Linked DNA regions of Macaca mulatta: region 2 is linked to region 1. The links are chromatin contacts, called in public Hi-C maps. All regions are on one chromosome and are shown on one strand. The core of a region is the stretch at or near the end of the contact, and the rest is flanking DNA. Distances in the headings are between cores, read along the strand shown.

Region 1 (2,561 bases), core at 26-2,525:
TCCCAGCTACTCGGGAGGCTGAGGCAGGAGAATGGCGTGAACCCGGGAGGCGGAGCTTGCAGTGAGCTGAGATCCGGCCACTGCACTCCAGCCTGGGCGGCAGAGCGAGACTCCGTCTCAAAAAAAAAAAAAAAAAAAAAAGAAAAAAAAAATTAGTTGAAATTTCTATGTAAATTTTCATGTAGTCCACAAATAACATTTTAATCTTTTTCCTCCTTCCAACTTCTACACCTCCCATTTCTTTTTCTTGTTTTATAACATTGGCCCTGACTCTGGCTCTTTGTTACATAGTAGCAATGCTAACAGGCACCTTATCTGCTTGACAATCTAAATGGGGATGTTTCTAAGGTTTCTCCATTGGATGTGATATTTGCTGGGGGTTTTGGTATGTGGTCTTTAAAAGTTGAGGTGATTCTATTCACATTCCAGTTTTCTTTGGCTGTTTGCCATGAAGGGCTGCCTGTCGCCCATGCCCTTGGCCCACAGAGCACAGTCAGGCTTCCGCCAGGCCAGCACATGCACCTCCGTGACTTACAGGCTGGTGGCTTAGGAACAGGATGTCACTCCTCCCGGGAAGCGTCCTCCACCACTGTCCTGGAGGGAGATAGCTCTGCCCAGGTGGAGGAGAGTGGTGACGCCCTCCTGTGACACTCAGACACCCCATGTCCACCTGTGACCTGTGGTACACAGGCGGGAGGGGTCACTGAGAGAAAGGACATTGGCTGTGAAACAAGGTGACTTGGCCTCAAAGTTGGGACCTGCCACGTACTAGCTGTGTGACTGTGAACAATTTATTCAACCACTCTAAACCTCAGCTTCCACATTTGTAAAATGGGGAATCTAACTGTCCTTGGGGAGGCCACGTGGTAGTTTGTTAAATAAAATAGCCAGCGAAAAATATTTAGCAGAGTAGTAACTGTCCGCTATCATATTAGTAATCCATAAACGAATATCATTAACACATTACAAGCAGGGTAAATGCTCTTGATAAGAAGTTAAGCAAAAGCTATATATAGACTAAGTCGACATTTGTTTTAAAATTTGCATAAGTAAAAGACTGAGGAGAAATAGATTGAAATGGGGGATGGTAGGTGATTTTTAACAGTCTCCTTTATATTTTTATGTGTTTTCAAATTTTTCTATAGTGAGCACATGATTACCTCATAAATCTCTGAAACATGTTTTATGGAAACAGAAAGCCCAGTGTGACTCAGCAGTGCCAAGGCTGCCAAGAGAGCTGGCTGCAGCCCAGCCGCTTCAATGGAAACAGCGCCCGCACCTGGAGGTCCTGGGCCTGCCGCCCTGGCCCTGGCTGGAGCCTAGCTACACCAGCAGTTTGTTTAGCTCTGGGCATAGGTAGCCATGGAGACCCTGAGTGCCACGGTGGAACAAGAATGTGGCGAGTGTGCGAAGGCCACAAAATCTACAGGACAAGAGGGCTGAGAAAGCCAGGAGGGGTGATGTGGGATGAGAAGAAGCAGGGAGCCCCCTGCCTGGTAGGGGAAGGGGGGTGGCAGAGAGAGGCTAGAAGAAAGAGGGACAGAGACAGACAGAGAGAGAGAGAGAGAGATGGAGAGAGAGGAGGAGGTGAAGGAGGAGGAGGAGGGAGTCCCAGTGTGAGGAGGGGCTTCTGCTGTGGCCGTCTGACCTCAGGGCCCATCTATTGCTTTCCCTGTGCCTGGCCCCAGCATGTTCTGGGCACTGCCCTCTCCGCTACGCCACAGTGTTCCTACAGGTCCGTCCATTGCCCCATGGTCCATGGTCCTGGGCCCTGAGATATCTTTCTGGGGAGTCTGCAGACTGGCCTGGGAATAGAGACTCTCTCTCAGGCTGCAGGGCCTGCAGTGTCCTCAAAGGCCATGGCCCTCCAAGTGGAAAAAGGTGAGAATGAAATCAACCAGTTCAGGCATGAGCGCCCGGCCAGCTCCTCCCAGAGGCAGGTGTCTGCCCTTCTCCAGGGTCTGGTTGTTGAACATTCCTTCACTGGGCTCGACTCCCAGGCATCTTGGCAAAATCATCTCCTTTTTCTTGATCTTGTTCAAGTTGAAGTTTTATCACTCGCAACCAAAAAGGTCCTGAGTAACACAAAATCACTGGTAAAGGTCCTGAGTAACACAAAATCACTGGTATCAGTGGGAAAGGGGGGCCTGAAGGAGAGGCTCCATGAGAGGGTGGCCTGGGAAGGATATTGTAAAGGTGTGGCTCCTGGGGGTGGGGGTGGGTGGTGGGGCCCCCGCTGCCTGTGCTGGGTGCGCACATGCTCTGTCTCTCTGTCTCTCTCTGAGTCTCTGTGTCTCTCGCTCTGAGTTTTTGTCTCTGTCTCATTTTCTCAGCTCAGTGGAGACGTTGGCCGCCTTTCCCAAGCTCCCTATTTTGCCCTGTCTCCTTCACTGTCTGCTGCTGACCCGCTGCTAATATGCTCTGCCCCGGCAGCCTCCCCACCCTGCAGCCCACCTGTTCCTGTCCATCCACGACCACTCCTGCAGTCTCAGGAACAAGCTGGGCTTTGACACATGCCCTCGACTCCTACTCCCTCGGTAACGTTTCCCAGCCCCACCCCG
Region 2 (2,561 bases), core at 29-2,528, 74 kb before region 1:
TTTCCTGTCCTTTGTTCTTCCCCTCCCCCCACAACCCATGATGGTTCTCGCTGGTGACAAGACCCAGCCCCTGCTCCAAGGACAGAGGCAGCTGCAAGCCCTCAGGAGCCCCCACATGGCCCCATCCATCTAGACAGGTCTCTGATCCGGCTGCAGGGAGGGGACCCTCGGCTGTTCAGCTGCGACTCCTCCCTCCCCGCCCGCCCACTCAGCTGTCAACACTCGCCTCCCCGCCCTGGCCTTCCCGGGCCCCTGCCTGACTGCTAAGTCCGAGGACATTGCGCCCGGAGACCCTCACTCAGACCCTTGCAGGCGATGAGCAGGGGGCGGGCAGACACCCCGCCTGCCCTTGAGCATCCCCAGGCCTCCTTGCCTAAATAAGGGAGCCGCAGCTGGAGCGAGCCAGCTGGCCGCGGGGAGGGGCCTGCGGCTAGGCCAGGGTTTTCCGAGGGGCTGGGCCGCGGCCACCGCCGCAGGGCCCCGAGCCCGCCGATTGGGCCTGCAAGGCTGGCCCCGGGCTGCCGGGGGAGGGCAGGCCGCTCGCACACGGGGATCCCCCGGTTGGAACTTCGCGCTCAGGGACCTCTCTTTGATCCCGCAGCTAGGAGGCCGCAACTGCTGTCAGAATGTCCCTCTCTGTGCGGCTTCTCTGCAGAGCCCCACAGAGGGCTGTGTGTGTGTGTGTGTGTGTGTGCGTGTGTGTATGTGTGTGTGTTGGGGCAGGGGGCGTGCCTCTTCTAAATTTCACCCTCCCTTATTTAAGATCTCTGCTGGTCTGGGACCTCCAGATTGTTTTGCTTTTCCTATTTCCAGGGTCTCCCTTGACCCCGGACTCGTCTTCGCAGGGCCCAAGCCTTGCCCGGGTCACCCACAATAGGCACTGAGCGCATGCTGTGTGTACCAAGCCGGTGCTCGGCGTGGTGGGGAACCAGGGCATAAGGACCGGCCTTTTCCCTTCAAATCAGGTTTCTTAGCCGCTAATCTGGGGTGGGGGTGGAATCCCTTCCCCCCTCCCGGCCGCCTACAAGCCGGCCATCACACCTGTCCTCACGGTTCCCCCTGCCTAAGGGTCCCTTCCCCCTCTTCGGGGCGCGCGAGTCCCGGGGGCTCCTTGGCAGAGCAAGGGGCTGGCGCTGGGGGAGCACTCGGCGCGGCTCAGCCAATGGGAAGGGCGGGCGCGAGCGGTGGGAGGGGGGAGAGGGCGGCGCTGCGGGCGCGCGGCAGGCGGGAGGGGGCCGGGAGGCGGGGGCCGGAGCCGGAGGGGCGCGCGCCGCATTAACCCTTCCGCGGCCGGGCCGAGCCGCAGGCGCTGCCCGAGCCGCGGGCGCCGGAGCGGCTGTCGGCGCGGCGGCAGGCGGGAGCCAGGAGCCCGGGGCTCGGGCTGGCGGAGCGCAGCGCGGGGACGCGGCGGAGCGGGCCCCGCGGCTCGGCGGGGGCCGGCAGACAGGTGTGCCGGCGGCGGGCGGCTGGCGCTCAGGCGGCTCCAGGCCGGGCCCGGGGTCCGGAGCTGGGAGCCGGGAGCCGAGCGAGGACCCGGCGCCCGCAGTCCAGTCTCGGCCCCGCCCGTGCTCGGCTTGGCCGCGGGGTGCGGGGACCACGGCCCGGCCGGGCCACCCGAAGCCTAGTGCTGGGCCGGGTCGGGCCGGGGTGGGTGGGGGCCCGCCCGGCCCGCCCATGGGCTCAGGATGCCGGTGCGGAGGGGCCACGTCGCGCCGCAGAACACCTTCCTGGACACCATCATCCGCAAGTTTGAGGGCCAGAGTGAGTGGGGGAGGGGGCTGGGCGGGGAGGGGGCTCTGGGGGCGGGCCGAGCTCTTCCGAGTGTGGATGGGGGGGCGTGCCCGGGCCGAGTCCATCGCCAAGTGCGAGTCAATGGAGCCTGGTGGGCCCCAGGCTCTGGCGGGGGGCGGCTGGGGCAAGGCTTGGTGCACCGAGGCCGTGGGCACCGGGCCAAAGGGCTTGGGGCGGGAAGCTCAGCTCAGGCTTTTGGGATCAGAGAGTGTGTGTGACACGCCGAGTGTGCAGGGAAGGGACGTGGGATGGAGTGTGCAGGTGTCCCCAACTTTGGGTGCCTGGACGTAGATGGGGCTGTGTGCAAGGGCATAAGAGTGTGTATGACCCAAACCCTGGGATCCCGAGAGTCCAGCGGGCACACTGATCTTGCCAGATCTTGACTGTTGTGCCTGAGGGACTAGAAAGCCGTGGATGCAGGGTCAGCCCATAATCTCCTCTTGTGTGTGTGCCGTTTGTATGACCGCGAGCCCATGTGTCACCCATGAGTTAGACCCTGTATGGGCGGTGGGGTGGTGCCTTTGACAAGGCTGTGAGCTTGTGGGCTCTGTGGAGACAGGGTGTCCTGGTGCTAGAGCTGGGCTTTGAGGGTAACCAGCTCCCTGTGGTACCCTCAAGTTGTGGTTTTCTTGCCCTGGGCACTGTCACCTAATTCCCTTATGGGGACCGGGACTACAGCACCCCTAATGCCTGCCTGATAGGGAGGCTTCTAGAAGGGTCCCAGATTAGGCAAATGTCCTGGTGTGGGTTTGCACCCAAGCAGCATTCAT

Evidence for each region. A called contact is a pair of places that touch in the nucleus more often than the background predicts.
Region 2: a Hi-C map of fetal cortex germinal zone shows a contact between it and region 1, with 3 times the contacts expected there. The contact joins the promoter of KCNH2 here to the enhancer-like site in region 1. A contact is called at or near these places in 5 of 14 Hi-C or Micro-C datasets (CD4 T cells, fetal cortex germinal zone, fetal cortical plate and 2 more).

Annotation. Positions count from the first base shown.
Region 1 is chr3:190,332,420-190,334,980 of T2T-MMU8v2.0, reverse strand. No RefSeq gene overlaps it. Among named protein-coding and RNA genes, the nearest start is that of AOC1, 45 kb to the right of the region's middle. Within about 2 kb of position 1,275, at least 11 of the 40 cell types and tissues checked have an H3K27ac peak or open chromatin away from gene starts, as enhancers often do. A contact at or near this core is called in fetal cortex germinal zone, where this site is marked.
Region 2 is chr3:190,406,887-190,409,447 of T2T-MMU8v2.0, reverse strand. It overlaps KCNH2 (potassium voltage-gated channel subfamily H member 2), which reads left to right and starts at 1,278. Exons shown (of 15, transcript XR_013415715.1): 1 at 1,278-1,761.